Linked DNA regions of Mus musculus: all the other regions are linked to region 1. The links are chromatin contacts, called in public Hi-C, HiChIP or PLAC-seq and promoter capture Hi-C maps. All regions are on one chromosome and are shown on one strand. The core of a region is the stretch at or near the end of the contact, and the rest is flanking DNA. Distances in the headings are between cores, read along the strand shown.

What was found. Promoter capture Hi-C pulls out the DNA fragments that hold promoters and counts their contacts. A called contact is a pair of places that touch in the nucleus more often than the background predicts. HiChIP or PLAC-seq counts read pairs in DNA pulled down with a chosen protein or histone mark.
Region 2: a contact with region 1 is called in a Hi-C map of cortical neurons, with 5 times the contacts expected there. The contact joins the enhancer-like site here to the promoter of Kirrel3 in region 1. A contact is called at or near these places in 15 of 39 promoter capture datasets (the 3T3-L1 cell line, the C10 cell line, the SN4741 cell line and 8 more), 4 of 15 datasets of contacts at CTCF or cohesin (embryonic stem cells, hippocampal excitatory neurons, pro-B cells and 1 more), 197 of 484 Hi-C or Micro-C datasets (the 3T3-L1 cell line, 3T3-L1-derived adipocytes, the AML12 cell line and 95 more), 23 of 115 datasets of contacts at active chromatin or transcription factors (SST interneurons, astrocytes, craniofacial prominence and 13 more) and 5 of 9 other capture datasets (adipose tissue, embryonic stem cells, embryonic tail and 2 more).
Region 3: a promoter capture Hi-C map of hippocampal neurons shows a contact between it and region 1, with 8 times the contacts expected there. The contact joins the enhancer-like site here to the promoter of Kirrel3 in region 1. A contact is called at or near these places in 4 of 39 promoter capture datasets (cancer-associated fibroblasts, embryonic stem cells, hippocampal neurons and 1 more), 2 of 484 Hi-C or Micro-C datasets (both in cerebellum), 7 of 115 datasets of contacts at active chromatin or transcription factors (craniofacial prominence, embryonic basal ganglia, embryonic forebrain and 4 more) and 3 of 9 other capture datasets (adipose tissue, embryonic stem cells and liver).
Region 4: an H3K4me3 HiChIP or PLAC-seq map of neural tube shows a contact between it and region 1, with 4 times the contacts expected there. The contact joins the enhancer-like site here to the promoter of Kirrel3 in region 1. A contact is called at or near these places in 3 of 39 promoter capture datasets (embryonic stem cells and liver), 1 of 484 Hi-C or Micro-C datasets (nephron progenitors), 5 of 115 datasets of contacts at active chromatin or transcription factors (astrocytes, embryonic limb bud, forebrain and 2 more) and 3 of 9 other capture datasets (adipose tissue, embryonic stem cells and liver).

The regions. Positions count from the first base shown.
Region 1 is chr9:34,487,353-34,490,052 of GRCm38.p6, reverse strand. It overlaps Kirrel3 (kirre like nephrin family adhesion molecule 3), which reads right to left and starts at 1,322. Exons shown (of 17, transcript NM_001190911.1): 1 at 895-1,322. The coding sequence starts at 949.
Region 2 is chr9:34,751,630-34,754,329 of GRCm38.p6, reverse strand. All of the region lies in intron 1 of Kirrel3 (kirre like nephrin family adhesion molecule 3), which reads right to left. Among named protein-coding and RNA genes, the nearest start is that of Gm33561, 100 kb to the left of the region's middle. Within about 2 kb of position 1,334, at least 22 of the 459 cell types and tissues checked have an H3K27ac peak or open chromatin away from gene starts, as enhancers often do. A contact at or near this core is called in cerebellar granule neurons, cortical neurons, hippocampal excitatory neurons and 3 more, where this site is marked.
Region 3 is chr9:34,770,403-34,773,102 of GRCm38.p6, reverse strand. The region is part of intron 1 of Kirrel3 (kirre like nephrin family adhesion molecule 3); the gene reads right to left. Among named protein-coding and RNA genes, the nearest start is that of Gm33561, 83 kb to the left of the region's middle. Within about 2 kb of position 1,267, at least 18 of the 459 cell types and tissues checked have an H3K27ac peak or open chromatin away from gene starts, as enhancers often do. A contact at or near this core is called in cerebellum and hippocampal neurons, where this site is marked.
Region 4 is chr9:34,796,798-34,799,497 of GRCm38.p6, reverse strand. All of the region lies in intron 1 of Kirrel3 (kirre like nephrin family adhesion molecule 3), which reads right to left. Among named protein-coding and RNA genes, the nearest start is that of Gm33561, 57 kb to the left of the region's middle. Within about 2 kb of position 1,272, at least 7 of the 459 cell types and tissues checked have an H3K27ac peak or open chromatin away from gene starts, as enhancers often do. A contact at or near this core is called in neural tube, where this site is marked.

The DNA.
Region 1 (2,700 bases), core at 73-2,572:
GCAGAGGTGGCACTGCCATTCCAAAAGAGTGGGACGGAATGGGTTGACTTGGCTCTTTCAGTCTTAATTCCACAGGTGACTGTTGATGCCTTTAGCTAAGTAGGCGCGTGCTTAGTCCTCCCTCCACCATGACCCACCCCATGACTCTCAGTGGCAAGGATCCCAGAGGTAGCAAAGTTCTTTCTGGAGAGTCCACCTGCTAGGATTGCAGAAAGGAAGCAATCGGCACCAGGGGCGAAATTCCATTTCATACACCTAATCCAGTGCTTGGTAGGATTCAGAATTCAGCCTTGCTCAGGGAAATGGGTGACATTCAATGTAACTCTTTACAAGCGTTCTTTTCCCCAGCCACTGTAAATACCCGCCTCAGAACCTTCCCTAATCGCATCCCTTTCTGCAACTGTGCAGACCTCGCACATTTGCTTTAAACACACCCGGGCAAGTTAGACCTTACTGAAACTGAAATCTCCACCTACGCCAGGCTCCCCTTTTCCAACCTGGCTAGAAAGGCGAGCAGGCACCCAGAAGTTCCGAATGGCCTAGCCACACGGATGTTACCTAATTAATATACCGGGTGCATAAAGAACTTACATGCATCGGAGAGTTGGAGTTGGACGTGGACAAGAAAGACGAGAAAGTGCAGCCTCCCCTGTTCTCCCAGCCCCTTCCTTCCGAAGGGAAACCCACAGTTCCATTTTGTAGCATTTGCAAATGCAAAGAAGCAATGCTACTTAACTGCCAATGGGCCGGCACCAAGACCCTCAGCTAGTACGAGTTCCCGAGCCTGTCCACCTCCCAGCTCTCAGCCCTCAGCCCTCAGCCACCCGCGCCCTCCGCTGCCGCCGCCGCCGCCGCCGCCGACTTTGCTCCAACTCCGGCGCGCCGGGTTCCTACCTTGACTGAAGAGGAAGAAGCAGAGGAAGAGCAAATCCAGCTGGAAAGGTCTCATTCCTCAGCGCGCGGGCAGCCGGCGGGCAACTTGGGTGTGCAGTTAGTTTCTCTTCAAGCGCGGCGGCTGGGCTCGCGGTGCTCAGCCTCCGCCGCCGGTCCTCCAGGGTTCGCGCCGACCATCTATCTGTCAGTCGGTCTGTCCCTCCTCTGGTCCGCTTAGGTCTCGTTGTGTCTCCGGGTATCTGCAGGCAGCCGAAACCAAATGCTTGTTTTCAGTCGCCTCGGGAAGCCGGGATCCTTAGCAATGTGCCCACTCGGAGCAGATCCATTCTCTGGTTCTTGGCATCCCAGGCACACGGCTTCCTCTGGCGGGCTCCTCCCACAGCGAGCGAACGAGCTAGCGAGCGGGCGAGCGAGCAAGCGAGTGACGAGTGACAGAAGGGCTCCTTTCACAGAAGCTGGGGCGGGGGGAAGAGGGAGGGGAAACAGGTCATAATTAAAGAGGAAACACTTGGAAAGGGGAACGCTTTGCAAAACGGGAGGGTTGCAGAAAGGCTGTGCTTTTCTTCTTTTCCCTAAACAGGGGGATACTCTGCTTTTGTTACCATTATTGACCAGAACGTATAGTGAGCACCGAGCGGAGCTGTGACTTTCTGTTCACACGATGTAATGTTGTTAAACGGGAGTGAAGTTACCGATGATTAGACTCGTGCACATGCATCAAAATGTGCCTGCCTTGCTGTTGCACTAGGGACTGGCAACTGGGCTAAAAGGTAGTCAGGGGTGCATCTTTCCCCAGCAGGGACTTAGCCAGTGTGTGTAGCCAAGGCTAGGGAGTTGAGATAAGCACAAGCAGGGCAGGCTTTGCATTTGGGGGACTTTCTTGGTGTGTGTGTGTGTGTGTGTGTGTGTGTGTGTGTGTGTGTGTTGTGTGCGTGTGTGATGTGGTGACTGGGGTGATGGTGGTGGTTTGTGTGTATGTGTGTGTGTGGGGGGGGGTAGAGGAGTGGAGGAGGGGGTTGGAATTGATAAGCCCTGGGTGTTTGGATCTTAGTTTGCTTGCACTGCTCCTAGAAAACAAAATGCAGGAGTTAAGAGCGAACGCAGGCAGGTTTGTGACACATACCTATTTATTACTATTATCCCAGTCTGTGTCTCCCCTAACAAGGACAGGCAGCAGTCTGTCTTTGCATTTGAGCCTCTCTCCTCTAATGAGCACTCCATCACTATAAGGATGCCTCTTCTCCAAAAGGTGCTGTGAGTTTGATTGCCAAGGAGAGGCCAAGGTCATAGGCAACAATTTCTTAAAAACCTGCAAGTCTTTTACCTGTCATGAAATCCACACTCAAATCAAACTCCATGTCCTCCATGATAGCAACATGAATTTTTCTAGGTCTATTTACTTGATACACATTTAGGCATGCCATGGGGGAAAGTAAAATTGACCATGCCTCCAGGAGCTTGTGATCCAAAGTGGAAGTTGAGTGCATACAAGACACAAACTCTAAGTATCTTACAAAGCAACACATAAAAATATGCAGTGTTATAGAGAGTGGGTGAAGAGGGACTAAAGGGAGAGATGGGGAAAATGAAAGATGCTTTCTCAATGTGCGTCATTCAACATTCAATTACAAAATCAATCATTACTTTCTGCAGTCTTTGGACCTTAGGGAGTCCTTTTAGGGATCTCTTACCCTTCCATCAGTATTACAGATATGGGGCTTTGCTGACTGCAAGGCACATTCCAACTCTGAGTTTCCACATGGATGTTAAAAAATGTTTCTTAGAATTTATGAACAACAAAGAAGC
Region 2 (2,700 bases), core at 85-2,584, 260 kb before region 1:
AGATGAGAGAAGAGAGAAGAAAAGGGAAGAGTCAAGGCAAGGGATGCAAAGATGAGATGCTGCAAATAGAGAACTCAGAAGGACCAGAGAGGGGGCAGGGTGTTGAAGTACCAGCACTGACGAAGATGAGCGAAGGGACCCATGCTCTAGTGTGACTCATGCAGACAGGCTTCCAGTTCCTGTCTGAAGAACAGGCAACGAGGTACAGTGTTCACTACTCATGGGAAAATGGCTCCTTTAGGCTTAGCACAACATGCAAATTACCTTCTTAGCATCTGAATGTGTCCAATGATAGGCTCTAAGAACTTTCACAAAAGGTTGGGAATAAGAAGGATGGAGAAAAGAAGTGAATAGAAGCCGGGTTGTGGTGGTGTATACCTTTAATCCCAGCACTTGGGAGGCAGAGGCAGGTGGATTTCTGAGTTCGAGGCCAGCCTGGTCTACAAAGTGAGTTCTGGGACAGCCAAGGCTATACAGAGAAATCCTGTTTCGAAAAAACAAAAACAAAAACAAAAACAAAAACAAAAACAAAACAAAACAAAAAAAGAAGTGAATAGAAAGAGAATAGGTCTCTCTCTCTCTCTCTCTCTCTCTCTCTCTCTCTCTCTGTGTGTGCATGTACATGGTGCAAGTGCTTGCATGTGCTTGTACATGTGCATGTGTATATGTGCATTCATGTGTGTGTGTATGTATGTATGTATGTATGTATGTATGTATGTGTGTGTGTGAGAGAGAGAGAGAGAGAGAGCGAGCACTTGTGTTTAAGGTGATTGTGAAGGATAAAGGACAGAGTTGGAAAAGGGCAAGGAAGGCTGGAGAGGAAGCAGGAAGATCTGTACAAGAGAAGAGAGGATAGAGTAAGGGTTAGAGAGAGGAAGGGAGAAAAAGTAGAAGGCAGGATGCAGAGAAGAAAGAATTTGAAACTTTAAAATAAAAACAGCAGCATGGAGGGCCTGCCAGAAGCTAGGTGTTATTTTGTTGTCATATTTAATCTTCACACCAGCTCCTTATTGGCACCATTAAATGAATCCACTGAAATGGATTGCTTGGTAGCATTTTTTTTTTTTTTTTTTTTTTTTTTTGCTACAATCCAAATGCAATAACTTAAAATAGGGGGTCCGAGAGCTTCACTAACTGCCTGAAATTCCAACACCCAGCAAAATGGGATGGTGAGATTTAAACTCGGTATTAATGAAGGTTTCAGATGACCCAACAGAGCACCCCTCAAAGGAATCAAGGCGGTTATTTGCTTTCTGGACTTTAGATCCCCATCTAAGCCATGCATGCCTGTTGAACACACTTTGGAAAGATTGTAGCCTGTGAGAACTTGGGCCTCCGACCACCAGGGGGAGCTATGTCCCCAGCAGAAGCAGGAATCCAGTTTGTATAAGCGCTAGACCCTTGAAACAAAGAGTTATTTGCTATCTTGAATTTAAGATTGTAGGGCATCTGAGGGTGCTCAAGGCAGACTACAGTAGAGTGAGCTGATTCCTGTTAGCTGCCTTTCATTTTGTTCTGCACCTCATGTAAATAGGATCCACTTTATTCAAAGCAGATCTGCTTCTTTTTCCAGCTCATGGCTGTGGACTTTTCCCTACTATAGTTATTTGTCTGTCACCCTTGACAACCAAAGCATGTCTGCTCACTAACACCAATGGGCCTGGGGCCAGCAAAGTGCCCTGTGCATCACAGATGGTCAGAATATTTTTTGACAAGTGAATGAGCAAACGGGAAGCCAAGGCATGCTTGAATGGGGAGGAATCTTGAGGATGCATTTGGGCTCACCTAGCCCGGATCACCTCAGAACAACTACTGTCACAAAGCACTCCACAGACAAGATTTCCTTTGCTCCTTCTATCCCCCCTTTGGCTTTATTCAAGGATGCCTGCCCTTCTTGGTCTTTAGTTGTTAAACCCACTGGTACTTTTATTGGAGCTGATTGTCAGAAATTAGGAGGAATTTGAATTATTCTCTTATAGAACAATGAAGGCAGCCTCCCAAGGCTGGTGTGTAGACATGTGATTGGTGTTTATAAGCGGAACACTGTGGGTGGTTCCCATCCTCAGGGTGTATGTGCCAGCAGTGATAGAAAGTACACATCACCCTATGTCTACTGAATCAGCATCTCTGGGAGTTCTGGTTGTGAACCGGGCTTTGCCAGTTCTCCTTGGGCTTGGGAACAACTGTTTGCACATACCTTCCCTCTGTCCTGCTCGGGAATCTCAAACCAACTTTTCTTTTGCTGTTCTGAGGTGGGGTTTGATATAGCCCAGGTGGACTTCATGCCACCTGAGCCTGAAAATGACCTTAAAGTCCTTATCCCCCACTTCTGCCTCTGGAGAGAATGGGATGACATTGCAGACCTGCCTGTCTTCACCATCTCATTTTAAGGGATATTGGGGAATCAACCCAGGGTCTCAAGTACTCTTTGTTGGGGCTCAGCTGACTGAAGTACAGTCACAGCACCCCAATCCAGCATTCTCTTGGATGCTAAACTACCCCAGTCTAAGCAGATTCTGTCTTTCTTGGTGAATTCAGGGTCATTGCTGAAGGAAGAAGTCAGTTTTCACCAATGCTGTTTCTCCTTTTGAGTCACAACATAAAATACTTTATTGCGATTACAAATAACAAAGTTATTTCTGCTGGGCCTCAGCATCTGAACTTAATAGCATGCTGTAATGCCACCCTGTGCTGATGTGT
Region 3 (2,700 bases), core at 18-2,517, 280 kb before region 1:
CTGGTTGTCCTTAGCCTTCCAGCATTGAACACTGCAGCAACATGTAAAGTTCTCGGTGCCTCTCTACTGAGTACATGGATAAATGAATGATTGGCGATCATGAATGAGGCTCTGGAGTTTAAGAACATCAGACCCACAGTAGATCAGAACATTTAACTCAGATGCAATAACCCAAGCCTAGGTTAACCTGGACAGGCAGGGAACACAGGCTCTTACCTCCCACAGCAGTCCATAGATTCTAAAGGGCACATACATCCAGTTAGCAGAAGGATGAGATGTAGTGTGGTGGGTGGCTCTAGTTAACCATAAGTTAGTATATGTTTTATTAGGCATTAGAAGACAGGGAAGCGAAGATTGCCAACATGAGGACAGGATAGAAGATGAGAATGCTAATCACCCTTATCTAATAGTGCACCCTGTACCCCACCAATATGTATCATTAGCATATGCTAATCAGTAACATTTGCAAAAATATGCCATAGTTTAAAAAAAAAGAAAAGAAAAGAAACTTTTCTCCCAGGTCCAGGAGCTCTCTCCATGGCTTCTGAGTTGTCCTAATGCCATGGTCACCTATGATGATGGTGCATTAATTGCCATCTGTCACAAACGAGTGGCCACAATCCTGCTAAACACTTGAGGACCTTGTTTGGTTAACCTGGGAGCAGGAGGGAAAGCAGAGGAAGAAGGGATGGAGAGGATGGAGGGGAGAGACGCAGGGTGGCTTGGGGAGCAAAGCAAGTGCCAAGTAGAGAGAGACAGCAGTGTTGGTGAAGTCTGAACAATCGCAAAGTCAAGCACAATAATAATTTGGGCAAAATGGCAAATGGCACAGCTGAGGAGGAAATAGCATTGTGAATGTAAAAACTCCTAAATGGAGCGCAGATGGGAGGGAAAAGTGTAATCTTCTGGAAAAGCCTCTAATTGTCTGCCCACACTAATAATTTCAGCAAACGCTCCCTCTCTCCCTCCTGCGTATAATTACACCATTCCATCTGTCTATCAGCAGGTTTTTTACTGTGCCTCGCTGCTACCACGTTCTCACGCTTGCGGAGAGATGAGGGCTTTCTGAAGATTTAAGAACCCTTCTGACACAGATCCCGAAGAAAAGACACTCTGGAGAGACAAATCCCTCTCCCAGGCCTTCTACGACTCTATTTTTAAAAAGTTGTCTCATCTCTTCAAATGCTCTTGCTGGGTCCAAGGTGGTTGGGCCATGTGGTCTTCTAGCTTGGGTGTCTACTTCTGTGGGATTGTCAGGCTGTATCGTGTTGGAACTAGGTCTGGTGGATAGTGGCTTTGTGTTCCCAGGTAGCAGGCTCTGATAGGTAGGTTTGAGATAGTCTGGAGTGGGTCTCAGGTACCCAAGCAGGTTTAGGCTAGGTGGTAAGGAAGAAAAAAGAAGCCAAGTAGGAGGGGCCTGACTATGTCCATGGCCTAGGCTGTAACTCAGCTTTCTGGCTGGGGAGGGTTCCTCATGCCATGACAAGAGTTCTGAGCAGTATTGGACAGCACTGAGCTCAGGGGAGCCTTTGGCTCCTCTCCCTACTCTGGCAGTAAGTCCCAGAGGAGACAGATGGTCTGGTCATGTAGCTCAGTAGGAAAGAGTCCAAGCTTCCCATCCAAGTCACTGATTTTCCTGCATGGAGGCAGAGCACACCCTATACTCCTGCTGTACAGGCAGAGGTGGCTTTCTCAGGAAGGTACTGGGGATGTTAAGATGTGTCTACAGGCTCCTCCTTAAGCAGGTAATTCCTCCCCTTCTCCCAGTCAACTTACTTTAACTAGTTACTAGGAGAGGTTCATGAAGGGTGGAAAGGGAAGTGGAGCCAATTCCCCTGGGTGTCTCCTGAAGGCTGGTAGGTGTGGTAGCAGTGGCATGGTGGGTTTTGAGCTATTTACTAGATTTGGCTGGTACCAGGAAAGCATTGTGGGAGGTGATTATGGCATAGCCTGAGGCTCCACCCAACCTATTCTAATACAAGCCAGGAGCACAGCTTATACTCTCCCATGACTGCCAAGCAGATGGAGACGACCGCTCTCTTGTTCACTCGCTCGCTCACTAGCATCACAATTCAGTAGACAAATACTGATAGTGTTCCCAAAAGATGCTGTAAAAGATGAAGCAGCACACATCCAACCCTCTAGGGTACTGCTGTCTAATCCAAGTACATTGCAAGCCCCATCTACAGTTTAAAATTCCCTGATAGCCATAGTGAGTAAAGGGAAATGTGTGAATTTATTTTATGAATAGGTTTCATTTTAGCTAACATATCCACAGCATTAAGTTAGTAGATGATCACTATAAGGTTATTCAATATTCTACTGTTGTTGAGACAATAAGCCTTCAAAATCTGCTATAGCTATACATATACCAATTGGAATGGGACACGTTTCCAGTGCCCACTGGCCATGTGTAGCTAGTTGTTACTCTCTAGACAGTAAAGACTCAGAATTTCTAAAGGAAGAAAAAATATGTTCTTAATTATGATTTGAAAATGTGTATAATAATTATCATAGCTAAACTCCAGACTTGCTAAACACTTTCACATGCATTATCTCTTGTAATCCCAACAATTTTATGAGGTGACAGTTATTGCTATTTTTTAACAGATAAATAAACATGAGACTCAATAGCACTGAAGTGGCTTGTGTTTTTAAAGCAGTAAACTAGTGTGTGTTTGTGTGTGTGGTGTGTGTGTG
Region 4 (2,700 bases), core at 23-2,522, 310 kb before region 1:
ACTCCTGGGTATCTGCCCAGCTGGTTTGAGAGCTCATGTGTGTACTCGGCCTTTTTGCGAAGCTTTCTAGTGGCTGTACTTGTATCTATCAAAAACAGAAAGCAACACAGATGCCCCTCAGCAGGGAACAAAGCTAGATGAATAAGGGTGGGCCAAGCCATAGGATGAACCATCATGGAGCACTAAAAAGAAAAGAGCTTGCAGGTCACGACACGGATAACTCCATTGCAAAATGATAGATGCCAATCTGAGAAAAAAAAAACATATATGGTACAATCCCATCTTTATAAAATAGGAGAAAGTCCAGCTATAGAGAGGTGGTGGTCATTGGTAGGTGCCTGGACAGGGAGAGGGATGGATAGGTAATATTCAGTGACTATAGAATAGAATGAACACATGCATGTACACACGCACACGCACACACACACACAGAATATGTCCTTCCTTTTGTGCATAGAGCTATGAGGATACAAAGAATAATTTAAACAGCCTCACAATACTTGAGGACTTTATTATCTAGTTAGATAAATGAGAAAAATCTTTCTTTGATTTATACAACCAGTTCTTCCTTTGACTTGTTAAACCTTCAAACTAACAAAGTTGCTGACTAACCCATCAACTGTTGTTCTCACTTCTATTTGAATAATGCCATAACTGCTTTGTGTTAAATATCAAATGTTAAAAAAGCCAATTATTATTAGTTTGCCCTTTATCAAATTATATAAAGTAGTATAATAAGGCAAGAGTCTCCTTGCCCCCTTTGTGTCTGGGATAAAGAATTGGAGGCAGAAATGGCTCTCTCCCCCTACACTTCACTGATGAACTGTCCACGGATAAAACCAGGGAGAGGAAATATCATTGCCCTCGATTATGTACCCACTGATGGCTCCAATGGACAAAGCAAAAGCCAAAGCCATGGACCTAGGAAAGATGCTGATAGAGATTAAATGGAATACATTGCATATGTATATAAAATGATGAAAATTGATCAATTTTAAAAAAGGAAAGAAATGGTGTTTGGAAAAGCAGAAGAGAAGGATGCCAATAAGGCTGGGATAATCTTAGAAGTGGATCTAGGCAGGGTAGGCAATAAGTTGTAGCCAGCTTGCTGAGACAGAGGACCTGAGGAAAGCAGAAGACCCAGACAGATGAAGTTCAAGGTAACAAGGCCACAGCTGGCTGGGTAAGGCGTGGAGTTGATTGGTCAGTGAGAGACTGTGCTGTGTGTGCAGAATTCAAGCCAGTTCCATCTGTTATCTGCCCTGGACAGACAGCTTGCCGGCAGAATTTGGGTTCTGGCAGACTGCAAGAGAAAAATTTATGAATAGACCTTTAACTCTGGTCACTTTCGAGCCCAGAAGCTCTGGAAATTAGATCCAGATGGATGGTATTTTGATAGCTTCTCCTGACCAAGGAATTTATGCTAATTCTCAGGAGCCAACAGGGAGGAGGGGGCAGGAAAAGGAAGGAGTCTATAATTGCTTCTTTCCATGTTTCCAAGACTCATCTGTGTTTCCATTCATTGCCTGCCATTGGGATTGGACCAGAAACTGAAGAGGGAAAAATAAACGGGAGCCTGGAGCCTCACCCATCATGAATACTCTGAGGACAGTCCTGGAGCAAAGCAGACAGGTTCAGACTCTCCACATTCCAAGGAGAGTCCTGTGGGTATATGGATAGGAGCTGGATCCTACAAAAAAAAAAAAAAAAACCTTTTCCCTAAATCTTAATTTGCCCACAGAAGCATTAAAGTAAGCTTGAGACAGTAGACTGTGTTTTTCCTTGCTCGTTAGTTTCCCCCTATCTAACGTAAGAGTCTGGAGGGAAATGATCTCAGTAGACACCTGCAGGGTTTGTCTGTGTAAGGTCTTCTCAGCAAATGAGGCTACTTCTGACCATGGCTCTCCCATTACCTTTGTGATATTGAGTGAACTCTTAGCCCTGACTGGGCTTGAAGTATTTTTAGTTGGAGACTAGAGATTTACATGAGAAGACTAGAAGGTCACATGGTTCTGTTGGAATGTTCCAGAAAGAAGGCAAGAACAATTTGTTGTTGTTCTTGTTATGTTTTTCAGGACCAGGGATGATCAGGACCTCAAGCCTGGTAGGCAAGCACTCTACCACTGAGCTACACTCCCAGTCCAGGAGCAGTTTGCTTTTGAGAAGTGTTTTGGGAATTTTGTAGCTTAGAAGAGACTTCAAAGACTTTATGTCTACCTTTATGTCAGATTTATCCCTGTGTTAGTTTGGGCTGAAGTAGCGAAATACCTTAAACTGGGTGATTTATTGCTCACAGTTCTGAAGGCCAAGATCAAGGAGTAAGCACATTTGGTGTCTGCTAAAGGCTTGCTGCTGGTTCATGGTGCTTTTTATGTGTCCTCAAGTGGTAGAAGGAGCAAACCCTCTTCCTCAGGCCTCTTTCACAGGGGAGCTTATCTCACTCAAGAGAGCAGAGACCTGCTCACCTGCCATGTGCTCTATTTCCTAACACCATGACATCAGGGATTGGGTTTCAATGTACACATCTTGGAGGGGGGATTCAACATTCAGACTAAAGCAGTCCTCAGGTGTATCTCATGGGGTCTGGAGTTTTGAAGGCAAAGAAATCTCCAGTCAGGTTTTCCAGCACCTACTGGATGCCCATGTAAAACCTTGTGGTACTCAGTCCTGATTCCATCAAAGGCATTCAAACAAGAGTCC